2 separate regions of the Mus musculus genome follow, and region 2 is linked to region 1. Evidence: chromatin contacts called from public Hi-C data. All regions are on one chromosome and are shown on one strand. The core of a region is the stretch at or near the end of the contact, and the rest is flanking DNA. Distances in the headings are between cores, read along the strand shown. Region 1 overlaps Colec11 (collectin sub-family member 11). Region 2 has its middle 92 kb from the start of Gm31650.

Evidence for each region. A called contact is a pair of places that touch in the nucleus more often than the background predicts.
Region 2: a Hi-C map of cerebellum shows a contact between it and region 1, with 2.4 times the contacts expected there. The contact joins two enhancer-like sites. A contact is called at or near these places in 3 of 484 Hi-C or Micro-C datasets (the N1E-115 cell line, cerebellum and cortical neurons) and 1 of 9 other capture datasets (embryonic stem cells).

What each region holds. Positions count from the first base shown.
Region 1 is chr12:28,598,357-28,605,626 of GRCm38.p6, forward strand. Colec11 (collectin sub-family member 11) reads right to left here. Exons shown (of 7, transcript NM_027866.2): 4 at 688-759. Among named protein-coding and RNA genes, the nearest start is that of Allc, 19 kb to the left of the region's middle. Within about 2 kb of position 3,930, at least 25 of the 459 cell types and tissues checked have an H3K27ac peak or open chromatin away from gene starts, as enhancers often do. A contact at or near this core is called in cerebellum, where this site is marked.
Region 2 is chr12:29,344,026-29,351,295 of GRCm38.p6, forward strand. No RefSeq gene overlaps it. Among named protein-coding and RNA genes, the nearest start is that of Gm31650, 92 kb to the right of the region's middle. Within about 2 kb of position 4,431, at least 14 of the 459 cell types and tissues checked have an H3K27ac peak or open chromatin away from gene starts, as enhancers often do. A contact at or near this core is called in cerebellum, where this site is marked.

The sequences.
Region 1 (7,270 bases), core at 2,680-5,179:
CCCAGGCCGACCTCAATGAGATCACACAGGAAGCTACATGACCGTTTTGTCCCCCTAGGGTCCAAGTGCTCAGAACATGTCTGCTCACTAAATGCAGACCAAAGGACATAAAACAGGACAGACAGCATTCAGCTATCTGTGAACTTCTTTGTACCTGATATCCTGGCCACAGGGAGGGAGTCCTAACCTGACAAAGTCACATGAGTCACATGCAGTATCAGGTGCTGCCAGACACTGGAGTTTCCAATCTCAGACTTGCTGGTGCCACCTTATGCCCTGTTCAAGATGAGAGTCATTCTACAGTCTCAAAAGACTGGCAAAATGAACCTAGGAGGTGGGATGAATTCATGACCCAACCTGTGGAGGGAATCCCTGACCACGTGAGTCTCTCATCATTTCATCGCACTTCCTGGGGAAGGAATAGCTGAAGATTTGAGATCTGAGTCCAGCATCCAGGGGGTTAAATAGTCTGCCCTGTAAGTGCTGCAGGCTGGTGTGACTCCACCCACCCTGATGCTCACAGAGCCAGCAACCCCTTTGGTTTCCCTGGAGTGAGAATACTGTGACAGAGTTTATCAGGGTGACACATGAAAACAAGAGCCCCAGGCAAAGTGGCACAGTCAGTGGCTGTTCTCAGACATCCTGAGCCTAGTGGGGAATATAGGGAGAGACGTGTGTCACAAATACCTTTTGCGCCAATGGGACCAATTTTTCCATGGCGGCCCACAGTGCCTTTCTGTCCTTTGTCCCCCATGTCTCCTGTAGAAAAGAATAAGGTCAAAGTTGATTGATGCACTATTGATCTTACATGCCCCTTCATCACCATCTCTCTCTCTCTCTCTCTCTCTCTCTCTCTCTCTCTCTCTCTCTCTCTCTCTCTCTCTCTCTTTCACACACACACACACACACACACACACACACACACACACGATTAAATACCCCTCCCCTTCCCCATCACAAATGCACAGGCAATCTGACACACCTCCTCATCTCTATCAGATAGTGTGCACATGTGATCTGGCATGCCTACTCCTCCACATCATCTATGTGAGGATGATCTTATGTGCTTCCTCCTCACCATCACACATATGCACACATGCACACAAGAAGAGACGTCACAAAAATACAGGTTCTTCAAGGGCACACATATTACAGTCACAGGATGACTTCTCACAGATAGCCTGCTGGTTTTGTTTCCAAAGGAGAACATAAGTCACTCAGGTGGCAGAAAGGAGGCAACCAGCACTCCTGAGTCACTCAGCTAAAGCTAACTCTCCTCTGAGCCAGGATCAGGAAGGGCAGGTCCCTGTCCTGTATCCTAGTTCAATTGTGTCTCCCAAGCTTGTTCTCACACCCAAACTAAAAGCATCCTGGGCTGGATGCTCTTGGGAACAACAAAGCCCTAGGCACCTCTGGTTGCGTTTGAAGGTGGCTCTGCAGGAGACAGATACCACCGGGGAGATGCTACCAGAATGTTCTCTACATGCCTTAAGACTGCTTCCTGTCAGCAAGAATTCGCTCCAGTCACACAAGGCCTCCATCCCTTCTGCTACCCCTCATCCATTGCAAGATGGAGCAGTAGCTGGCCTTACCTGGTCCCAGAGAACACTAATCACTGGAATAAAGCTACACATCTAAGACCAGCTATTCTCTCCCAGATCCACCACAAACCAAGGCAGAAGACATTTCTCAGTGCTGTGTCCTTCCCTGAGTACCCTTGCTTCCTCTGTGGTGCCCTCATAACTTTCTGGGACTCTCACTGGTGAGACACCAAAGCACAAGTAGAAAGCAAGCACACAGCGAAGCGCTGAGGAAGAGACAGGCACCAACTTCACCATGGAAAGGTTCATGGGTAGTCAAGATGCCGTGATCTTTTAATCTTCTGTTGCCCCTAGGGTCACAAAGACAAATGGAAGCTCTCTCAAGACAGACAGGAGGGAGAACTGTGCTGTGTGCTGATGAAGCACCTGATAACCCAGCACTTCCCAGAGGGCCTGCTCATACAGAGTGGGTAGAGTGTTCCCTCAGTGTAGATCAGAGGGAGTCCAAAGGACAGAGCACTGGCTCCATTAAGCCACAGCTGACTGGAAAACACACCATCCATGGGAAGAGCATGAGAACAAAGTCCTTGCCTGCAGAGCACATCCATGCACACAGATTCTCCTTTACCGCTTCTAAAACGGATTCATTGCACAGAGGCAGTTCCAAGATTAAGTGACTCAACCTGGTTGGACTCTGAAAGTCCAGCAGAACCATATCAAGAGCCATGATCTGCTGATTTGAAAACCATTCTACTCTCCTGGTGCCAGGAGGTGATGGGTAAAGTCTCTGTGGGCGGAAGAGCAGAACAAGCCACTGATCCAGCAGGGTACAGAGTATGAGTTGAGGGCACAGGGGACAATCCAGCAATTGCAACCTAGGGAAGAGGTACAACTGATACATAGGAAAGAGGCCCTGAAGTGGCCCAGGCCAGGGGCCCTGACCCATCTGGAGGCTGTGGAGGGGATTTGAGAGGCTATAATGCATCCATGAAGCAGTGGGGCCCACTAGAGAGTCAGGAAGAGGGGAGAGAGTGAGATTCTTGCTTGGGAAACCTGGCCGTGATTGAGAAAAGGACAAGGCAAGCACAGAGGCCAGCCGTGGCTAGCTAGACAGCATCTAGGAGACAGAAAAGAATCTTCCTAACTGGCAAGTGTCTGGGAGTTGACAGCACCTCAGTGTTGGGATATGAGGCGAGGTCAAGGCTTCCAGCCTGAGTACTCAGGTGCAGAGTGGGTCATCCTAAAACCAGGAAAGCCAGAGAGGGTATCCTGTGCCCTCTCTGTGGAAGAAAGGCTGTGGGTGTAACATGGGGGCAGAATACGGCTTGACGCCGGTAAAGAAGGAATCTAGAGGGATCAGAGGGCACCAGAAAAGATGGGAGGCAGGCTTAGTAGCAACTCCGTGAAGCCCTACAGGGGGCACAGGGAGGGCATTCAGAAGAAAGAAAGGCTGAGACCAGGGCAGGGAGCAGCAGACCCATCAGGACATCAGTCAGCGCCTTGATCAATGAGTTAAAGAACAGGAAAAGAAGGGGAGACTTTAGCAATTGTGCCTAATCTTTTGAAATCCCAAGACTCCTCTGACATCAGTGTAGTTCATGCTAGACCATGCAATTGGGTTTTTAAGGAAATCACAAAAAAATAGCTAACGTTTTAATGAAGCTGTCTTTGGCTGCATGGAGCATGGGCACTACAGATTGGACATGCCAGAATGACCCACTGAAGCCCCACCATGGAGGTGGGGACAGAGCAGCTCCCCACATGCAGGAGTCAAGGTTCAGCTTACCCATCTGCCACCTGGGGACTCTTCCCCCGCCCCAACCCCACTTCATTGCTCTTGTGTATAAAGAACAGACAGGTTTGTCATCCCAAAACTCAGGCTTGCCACATGTCTAGACAGACAGAGCCTGGGTAGATGGATCCTAGAAAGTGAAAACCAAAGAAAGACCATCTCCCACTAAATGCTCAAAACCCTGGGAGACCTATTGCCTACTACCAGGAGGCTGGCGGGATTGAGGCTCCTGAGTGTGCAGGCAGAACCTGTTGTGTGCTGTGTAGGAAAGGATGGGAAGGGATCCAGAGGTCTCTGGTCCACTGTGGGATTGCTTCCCTTTGAAGCATCTAACTGGTTCAAGGCTGTGGTAGAGGAAAAGTTATACCACCCCTCTGTCTTCTCAGCCTTCCAGCCACACAAGGGATAAGAAAGTTGGATCCCTGAGGCAACAGGCAGATAGGATTAAGGGGCTCAAAAATCCCTGGAGGAAAAACACCTGCATCTCAAATGCCCCAGGGTGATTTTGTTTTCTTTCCTGCAAAACCCCCACCTTAACATAACAATCAATTAGCACTCTATTGTCCTAGGACTGAGTGGGTGCAGCAGAGTCCAGCATGAGTCTGGCTGTCATAAAACAGCCGCAACCTGAGGCTGATTTGAGAACACTTGGCTTCAGCCCATCCCTCGCAGCCCAACAGGAGCAGAGATTCAAAGCTGTTGCTGACACTTGGCTCCTGGTACCAGCTGGCACCACACTCAGCTCCTGTCCTTGGAGAAGTGCACGTGCCAAGCCCCTACCATCAGGGAACACAGGAACTAAGGGCAAGTGTGGAGAATGGGGCACGGTGGAGCCAGCAGCAACTCAGCACAGAGGATGTGAAGGACACAGGGAGGCAGAGTCTGGAGCCCTAGAAAGCAAACACTGCCAGCTGGCCTGGGTAGGCAGCAGCTTGCAGCCTTTAGGGGGCCCCTTGGGCCCCTGAGTGCTGGACAATGCACATAGCATTGATGCCATTGGTTTAAGATGTGCAGAGGTCTGGGGAGAAGAGGAGTGAGACAGCCCTGAGTCTGCACATCCTCTCTGACCTTACGGAGCTGAGTAACCCCGGACAAGTTGTTTAATCTCTCTGAGCCTTTGTTTCCACCTCTGTAAACCTGGAGTCTGGGGCTGGGGTATAGATTAGTTGAGAGAGCACTGGCTAACGTGCTCAATGCTCCAAATTCAATCCCCCAGTATGGTGTAAACTGGCACAGTAGCACATGCTTGTACTCCTAGCATTCGGGAGATATGTGTAAGAAACCCAGCAGTCCAAGATCATCCTTGACTATATATAATTTCAGGACCAGCCTGGACTACATGAAACCCAGCCTCAGAAAAATAAAAATGTAAGCTGGATACGGTGGCTCACATCTTTAATCCCAGCACTTGAGGAGCAGAGGCAGATAAAACCCTGCGAGTTCAAGACCAGCCTGGGTCTTCATAGTTAAGGTTCAAGTGAGCCAGAGCTATAGAATGAGATAGAATGAGACCCTACCCCAAAATACATACAAGAGGTTGGAGCGATGACTTAGTGGTTAAGAACACTGGTTGCTTTTACAGAAGACCTGGGTTCAGTTCTCAGAATCCACATGGCAGCTCACACCATCTATAACTTCAGTTCCAAGGAATCTGATATTTTCTTCTGGAAACAGGCACACATATGGAATGGAGAGAGAGAGAGAGGGGGGGAGAGAGAGAGAGAGAGAGAGAGAGAGAGAGAGAGAGAGAGAGAGAGAGAGAGAGAGAGTGTGTGTGTTCAAGAAAAATACTTAAATACATAAATGAACTCTTTTGTAAAGTAAGAAGCTAAAATCCTGTGGTAAAGGATTTTGAAAGAAAACACCCACAAATAAGCCATTTGTCCTCTCTCCCAGTGACCACCCCAATGCCTGACAGCCTTGCTCAGTGGCTCTGTGCCACCACAGAGCTTGGCTCAGTGGCCCCTGTGCTGGGTCTACACCTATGAAACAGGGTTGGCAGCATGCCCCTAGTTGGATGCTAGAGAAACAGGCACACCACCCAGAACTGCACCTGGCACATAGCAGGTGGGACACACATGTCCCCAGCAACAATCATTCATCATCACATGCAGAGTCACTCATGTGTCTGGATGTGTGGCAGCCTCTATAGACAGCCCCAAGGGCCCTGTGCACGTGCACCTGCAGGTTAACACACTCCCAAGTGACTGATGGGTACCAAAGCCAGCTAGGACGGGCTTAGACATGGCTTCTTTCAGTCTGCCTGAGAGTCCACCACCACTCACCACCCAATCCTTGAAGGCAGAAGGAACAAGTGAGGGGCTACAGTGAGGTGTATGGCACCCCCAGGGTAGGTCTGTTCCCTTCTCCAGCCTTAAGAAACAAATGCAGACACTTCTCATATGCTGTGCCAGGATAGTACATTCACATGGGTGACTAAGTCCAATGCTGTGTATATATATTCGTGTGTATGCATGTGTATATATATATATTATATATATATTATATATATATATACTTACACACACATATATATATATTTACATATACACATACACATATACATACACATTTGGCTAGGCTGGCTATGCATCCTCAACACTGGACTTACACATTGGCGCCACTGTGTCTGACTTTTTCACATGGGTTCTGGGCCTTAACTCAGATCCTCGCACTTGCATTGCACGCGCTTTGCTGACTGAGCCACATCCCAGCCCCTCACTTCCACTTTTGGATGAGCTAAGCAGTCATTCTAAAAAGTCTGGGCTGAAGTCCTGCTCTGCGGGACCTGAGAATAGAATCTTTAAAGAGGCCCATGGGTATTCACGGAGGTCAGACCCTGATCCAACAGTGCTGGTGGCATTCGAAGAGGAAACACTGGGTGTGCACAGAAGACAGGCTGCATGGAGACTCGGGGGAAAGAAAGGGCAGCTGTCTGCAAGCCATGGAGAAAACAGCCCTGCCCTATCTAGGTCTTGGATTTCCAGTCTCAATGAAACAAATCGCCATAGTTCAAGTCCTAGTCGGTGGCTCTCCACAGCAGTACCAGTGTAGAGAAAATATCTTGTTTCTGTAAGGATGTGACACCTGCCAATTATAAATCTTTAGTGTATAGGCAAGAAATAGAAGGTGGAAGGCAGGAGGGATTCTGGGATAGTGTCAGGCAGTAGATTTACCCGGAAGATGTGATGAGACAGACACATGGTACCTGAGCACAGGGAACAAGCCACGAGCCAGTGGGTAGATTAGAATAAGTGGATTATTTTAAGTTATGGTCTAGTCATAGAAGAGCCTAGCTATATGGTCATGGTAGTTGTAAATGTATTTTGAGTCTGAGTCTTATTTCTGGGAGCACGGGGCAGGAAGAACAACCTAACTTCTACAACAAGATGACTGACCCAGTTGTCTTTTGCTTCAACACAGAAGCAAGTTACAAAATGGAGGTGACTTCCACAGGTCACACAGTGAACCAATGAATACCATTGTCCATGATTCTAAGCACAAACTAGATGCAAACAGATCCAAGTCCCAGGGCTCCATTCACAAGAGTTGTGGCTGGCTTGGAACTCACTGTGTAGACCAGGCTGGCCTTGAACTCATGGGGATTTACCTGCCTCTGCCTCCTAAGTGCTGGGACTAAAGATGTGAGCTGCCACATCCAGCTTCACTTTCACACAGAATTAGATAAGTTGTAATCATCCTTAATCCTGTTTTCCCACCTGTAAATGATGTCCTATATGTCCCCACAACCCCAGGTCACTAGATAAGGAAGCCAGAGTGGCCTGCATAGATCATAGACAGGTACCAAATGACTAGATTCTACCAGACCAATGTCACCTGACTCTACATCAGGGCTCCAAATGTGCCTCAGCTCTTGTACAGGGAACTTTACCCAAGTCTGCCTCTGTAGTGGTACCCACCGGGTAACCCCAAGCCT
Region 2 (7,270 bases), core at 3,181-5,680, 750 kb after region 1:
TTTTTTAATGGCACTCCATATTATATGTTAACACAAGATCTCTCACTTGAACTCAGAGGCTACTGCTTAGGATAATGTAGCTAGCCTCGTAGAGCATTCAGCATTTATGTAGGCCCTGGGGAGCTACACTATACTTCTCAGGCACAGCCAGCACGTTACCCACTGAACCATCTTCTCAGGCACCCAGTTAGTATTCAATTGTCAATACTTCTTTTGGAGATACTTTTTCTTTTAAGCCTGGACCATTCTTATCAAGCTTATTTCAAATTTTATAATAGCCTGTGAATTTACTTTGCTGATGTGAACACATTTATTATACACAACACATGGCCATTCAATGGCCACTCTCAATAACAAATTCCACCTTGGTTCCGCTTTCTTATAATAGGTAAATAATTGTTCAGTATGAGACCCTCTTACTGCGTGAGCAGTTTTTCAAGCCTTATGGTGATTGTCTTTTGTAATCACCCTTCTGAGCACCTACTAAGTGTTGCCATGGCGCTGGGTGATGGATCATTTAGAAGGTATACCTACTAAGCGCTGATGTGTGGTAGCTGATTCAGTGGATGTCAGTTATGCCTCCTAGCTCGGCTCACTGCAGGGCCCTAGAGAACTGAGTGGAGGTGATACTTGGGAACTGGGGGTACATTAGAGTTACTGTGTCCTCGGAGGAGCAAGTGTGATGTCATTGCTGGGAATCTGGGGCTTCAAATATGCACTCCTGGCTGCCAAGGGAACATACCAGGCCAGGAATTTATATGGCAGCCCTGGTGGATACTTTTCAGGGAAGCTAAGTTTCCTGCTGGGTGCTGCAACCCCTGAACTTTGAGCCCTTATTACAGACATGGAGTCCATCACAGTGCTGAATCTATAGCTGCAGCTCATAGGTCGCACCCTTTGACCCCGGCTGCCTGGTCCATGAGGATAAGAAGGTACCAGGTGAGCAGCTCACACACTCACATTGGTACTGGTTGTTCCGATGATTTGTCCCTGAGACAGACTCCCTTTCCTGTTGGGGGGCATCATTTGGAAATCCCTTTACATTATGAGATTCCCAGGACACAGGAAAGCCACTTGTCTCCTCCAGGAGGGTTCCTTCCATTCAGGGAAAGGTAAGGACTTGATAGGGACACAATTCTTTCCCATGATGCAAGATCTGAGGAAACAGAGCTTACTGCCATCTTCTGGCATTGTTTCATCACTGACTACTCACCCCAGGCCTTGGTCCTGATGGTGTGAGTACCACATACAGTTCCTTGCTTTCAGGTGACCATTTAGAGTTATGTACCTCCAGCATCTACAGGGATGGAGACGCTTTGACATAATTCTCAGGTCCCTTCCAGGCAGTAGAAGACATACCCTGGGTCAGTAAGGCACAAGGTTACTATCAGAGATGGAATATGTGGTTGTAGGTAGTGCCAGAGCTTCTGGGGTGTATACTGGCTCCGGACTGCCCCATCTGTTCTAGGATGCCTTCCTCCCTGTTAAACTCTGACTGTGTGTGTGCATGCACCTAGTTATTGGCACAACAGAGATTCATTCTGGGTTTTTAGAGACCTCCAACATAAAGTCCACAGTACCTGGACTATGTAGCTTCTACAAATCCTTCAACATGCTCCAAATTCCTTGAGAGATGGGACCTCAAGTCACAGCCTTTCATCTTTGTGCACATACCATCTTCCAGCTTCCATGTTAATGAAGGTTAAATATAAATTCTGTACATTTTAATAAAGTTTAAATATAAATGTTGCCATAGCTTTTCCTTGCCAATTTTATTGAAACAGCATTCAATAATGCTGCTGAGATAGAGCATGATATTTAAAATATTATCTAAAATGAATGAACAGAACACTCTAGGAAACACAGGTGCAGCAGACTTTAGGGCTCTGTCCACAGTACTGTCAGGTTCTACGACTAAGGGGACAGTACTAGATGTTTGCTTGACTTCGTTAGAGTGCTCAGTGTGCTGTGTGCTCTCAGACTGTTCACTCTCAGAGCTGTGAACAGATCTGAAGGCATACCCTGGGTCAGTAAGGCACAGGGTTATTATCAAACAGAGATGGAGTGTGTGGTTGTGGGTAGTGCCAGAGCTTCTGGGGTGCACCCAGGCTCCCCAGTGACCCATCTGTACACCTAAAAAAGGCCACACACCCATCTCTGCTGCCAGTGGGGCTATTAGCATCCACTGCAGTGAGAATGTAAAGTTCCACAGCCACTTTGGGAAGTAAGCTGTCAGTTTCCTAACACTATATATGTAATCTGTTTGTTCTCTGCCTTGGTATTTCCCCAAGAGATAAGAACACCCCCTTGTGTATTCAAAGACCGGTGCACAAATGTTCAGAGCAGCACTACCTGTAATAGTAAAATGAAATCTGGAAGCAAATCTGTAAAGACAAATCGATGAGGACCAGCTGATTAGCGTGAAGCCATGGTGATACCACTTTTGAGCATACCTTGTGACAGACATAAGGTAAAAATGATCAGCCATGAAGCTGGATCAAGTTTATTTCAAGATGCCACCTGTGTAATTAATTTTTTTCTTTTAAATTAAGGTCTCATGTAGCCAAGACTGCCCTCCAACCCACTATGCACCCAAGAAGAATTTGAACTTCTGATCATTCCTCCTCCACCTCCCAAGGGTTCATATAACACTCTTAAGCGTATGAGATACTAGCAATTGAACCCAGGGCTTCATGCATGCTTTTCAAGATCGCTACCAACTCAACCATAGCACCAGGACTAGTTTTATTCTGATTTTTAAGTTATAATATCTAACACATTGAGGAGGAAAAACCACAGCATTCTCATATATACCCTTGACATTAGTGTTAAGTGTTTGAGCTCATCTGAAGTACAACTGGTGAAGAGCATCCAAAAACCTACCCCTGTAACCTTGGGTCATCTCAGAATCTCATGACCCCTTGGGCAGGGTCATGTTTGCCCAAGACAGGCTTGCATGTGTGGGCTCTGAAATATTCAAAATGTTATTCAAAATAGTGAAAAAATTTAAAAGCTACTTAGTACAACATTAAGAAATTTATCAAATCATTTTGAGCCATGCATTCTCTCTGTGTGTGTCTCTGTTTCCCTTTCTGGATTAGGGTCTCATTCTACAGCTGAGTGTAGCCCTAAATTCTTGATCCCATCTCAGCTCCCCCAGCTCTGACATGAGTCAGGGCTCAGTGAGAAGATCAGGGCTTGGAGTTTAAGTATTCAGGATCACATGCAGACTACATTTCCCCCTACCGTTCCAATGACCTAGTAGCAAACAGCCAATCTGTGAGATACAGTGGCAGAAGGGCCAAACCATATCCTCATTTAAAGGGCTGGTTGGCATTTGTTCTCCAAAGCTCATAGTCCAGAGCACTTGTACCTATGCCTCCATATCCATCCTTGGCCCTCCCCAAATTCCAGGATAGGCTGCAGCACATCCCATTCCTTTCATTCTGTCAAGTGCGTGTACAGACCTCTTCATTAGTGTCTGGGTTTCCTTTCGTAGGAAGAAAACTTGCCAGTGGCCACTGCCTAGCATTCTGGGAGCTGGGAGCCTCCCTTGCTTCCTCTGTCCCTGTGACCAGAAGCTGCCTCCCCCCCCCCCACACACGTGTACCCCAGCAGGTCACTGAGTCAGAGAGCAGTGAGCAGAGCTGATCTTTCCTTGGGAGTTTTGATCACATGCTGGAGGGAACTTGGCCTGGGTGGATGTTTTCCTGCTCTGTGCAGTAACTGTTGCCATAGCAGAAAGTGTAAGGCATACTCTAAAAGACTGTCAAAGAACAGCAGGGATGACCATTGGCAGAGAGCCTGATGGTATGCTGAAATCCTGGTGGTTGCCTTGTCTAGAACATGGTCTGCTGAGCCATAGGCCCTGTTTCTACCAGTTCCTTCAGCCGATGTACTTCTTGGTTGACCCCAGAACCATTGGTTCACATCTCTTCATGCCTCCCATTTCTTAGTCTCTTCTTCTTCCTCTTCCTACCCTCCTCCCACCCCTCTTCCTACCTCCTCCTACCCCTCTTCCTCTTCCCACTCTTCCTCCCACCACTCCTCTTCTTCCTACCCTCTTCCCACCCTCCTTCCACTCCTCCTCCTCTTCCCACCCTCCTCCCACTCCTCCTCCTCTTCCCACTCTTCCTCCCACCCCTCCTCCTCTTTACCCTCTTCCTCTGCTTCCTTTTTTTCCTCCTTTTCCTCCTACCTATTGTTTTGAGACAGAGTCACTGTGGCCTCAAACTCATCATCCTCCTGCCTTGGTTTCCCAAGTGCCATGGGGTTCTACCTGCTACCTGATATCAACTGTCCTTTCATAGTTACTGCAAGGCTGGCTGTTGGCTTCTTATGAATAAAATCAGCCCTTCTTTCCAGTACCCTAATTAAAAGTAGGTAACAAGCTCTTGGAGAGCTAAGGCATGCTGGAGTCACTGCACCAATTACTGTGATTTCTCCTACTGTCTCCTCCACTGCCTGACAAGCTGAAGTCACTGACAGCAAACGATTATACCTGAAGATCCAGATACTTGCTCCATGCAGGTGGGGTGGGACAACGTGTGACTTTGACAAAGTCCACTGTCTATCTAGATAAAGAGCTAGCCAGGTCACCCAAGCAGCAAACTGCTAGCATGTGCAGGCGACCTTGGTGCACTCTACCTCCACATCAGACCAGGTTGATTTAGGGACCAGTTGGTGGCAGTACCAGCCAAAAGGAACATATGCAAAATGAATTAGGTGGTTAGTCTGCTCCGAAGACATCCAGGTCCCTCCCAAGTTGGATCAGTGGCCAGAGGAGGTAGCCAAGCAATTCTGAGATAAGGAGTGGGCAGCCAGCTCCCACTAGTAAGCCAGCCGCTCCCTTCTTCAGCAGCTGTGGCTGCCATGTGGCTATTTGTGTCTGTGCCAGGCTTGAGCAGGTTGCAAAGTGGGTCCTGGATAATGTGACTCCAAGGACACTTTCCTGCAGTGACCTCATACTCTCCTTGTGCTCAGGCTCCTTCCATATGGTGCTGTCAGTCTCTCTCTCTCTCTCTCTCTCTCTCTCTCTCTCTCTCTCTCTCTCTCTCTCTCTCTCTCTCTCTCAGAAACACACACACACACATGCACACACACACAACCTTCATATTCATACATGTGTGCAGGCTCTTGGGTTTCATCGTGTGCTGCCATTATGCAGGCTCTATGTGGCCGCTTGCCCATGGAAAGAAGCATTACCTGGCTGCCCCACACGGGACCGAATAGAAATGGCTTTTCATTCCATCCTGACCTTCTCTGGGGAGCCGCAGGGCCTGTGGCTGGCCTGCTCATGTTAGCTAGTTTATCTTCTCTGCTTGGGCAGGCTGGGACAGGAGCCAGGCTGACCCCTTCTGCAAGCAGCCAGACGGCAGGAGTGAGCATTACTCCTCTGCAAGAAGATTCCAAGAAATGGTGCAGCTGGTGTCATTAGCATCCCGGGGCAGAGCTGGCATCCTATCTCTCCTTCCTCCCAGGGTCTGTCCTTAATGGCAGTGAAAAGGAAGAAATGTGTTCATCAAGACACCCAGGGAAAGAAGGCTTGGGAGGAGTGCCCAGCAAGGGCAGTCCCCGGGAAGCTTAGGGGTAAACATGATAAGGTGTGAGCTGGTCTCACTTCCTCAAAATGAACTGGCCCAAGTAAAAGTTCCTGTCCTAATTCATAGTCAAGAAACGCCTCCTGCCCCACTCCCTTTTCTGTCTTGTCTTCATCCCCAGGGGCCTCCTCTCTTTTCTTCATCTGCTGATAGCCCAGGCACTCTGATAAATGATGCCTCACCCTGGGCTTGCTTCTACACTTTAGTGTTAAGTGGACTAATAAGATTATGGGAAGAAAGCTATGGACACCAATTGTTCTATTTCATACAAAGGAATGTCTTATGTACACTCCTGCATAGAGCATACCCCACACTGGTGATAAAGGACTTCTGGGTCCCACTGTGGGAAGTCAAGGGCACCCACATCCTCATTATGGGCCAGGGTTTGCCATATTCCTTCTCTGAGTATATTTCTGCTTTGTATCCCAGAATAGGCCCAGCAGACTCCACAGCTGCTAAATGCTCACGTTCATGCTCACCTTCATAGGTCCTTGCGTGTGGTCAGTGTCTTCCATTCACTTCGAATAGCATGACAGAAAGACCATACCCTCCTGATTTCTTCATCAGACCTCTCTCAGTTCCATGGCCTGTCAGGTGGAGGAAGACTGGAGGTTTCATGGTGGGCACAGCCTGTTGTGATGTCCTTGCTTGGAGTTTGGCACCTATTGTCATTTGACTTGTCTTTAATTGTTCTAATTGTGGATTGGAGAAGACAAGCAGGTCAGTCATTGTCAATATCTGTGAGTTCATTATCTCGGCCACCCCGCACATGTGCCTTGCCCATTCCTGGAGCGGGTGCCTGTGAGCCTGGGCTCTTGGCTAGAGGCCTCAGGCCTTGAGTCCATGAGATAGAAGCCACAGATATACAACACTTCTGTCCACAGGACTCCCTAAGCAATGGCTCCAGCCATTGCCACTGTTTTGTACTGAAAAAGCTTCATTCTGTTTAAGAACACAAGCAACTCTATCTGACGACAGTCACTGCAAGTCAAGTAAACTTCAAGACCTTGATGGTTGCAGGACTTGAACTGCAGAAGACCTGGGTGGGGGTAAGCCCCATCCCGACACTGTTGAGCTTGCCCTAGCCTGAAGCCCTAGGTTTTGTTCCACTGGGCCTATCCTGGCACATAGAGCAGAAGGATACTCAGCAGAGGTAAAGCCTGGTGAGAGTGTCTGCACCAAGGTCCCCACGTGCAGTGACAGTATAGTAGTAATGTTTTGGAGCCTGGGCTGTCGGAAGTGCACGTGTGGCCTCTAACTTCACACTCTCTCACTGCAGGCTAAGGCCCTGCGAGTTAAAGGATGCACTCAGCAGTTGCCAGAGCTATGCTCTCTACCTCGAAACCCGACGGTGGGAGACAGAAAGGGTGGAACGTGACGAGGCTGGATGATGACGGTTTCCCCATCTTCTTCTAGCCTCACGTCTTCTCAGGACTAAAGGCAGCACAGAACGTGGGTGCGTCACTCTGAGGCTCTTTGAAAGTAGCTAATAGGGAAGAGTGGGCATCCCTGAATAGAGAGCATTGCAAACATGCCAAAGGCTTCACATGGAGACTGCCTACTCCAGTGATGGAAGTCTGTAGACAGTGAGCCCAGGCTACCAGAGCATCCAGATGCACTTGCTTCTGTAAGCAGTGGGTGCACATCACAGCATCATTAGGTAATGAGTG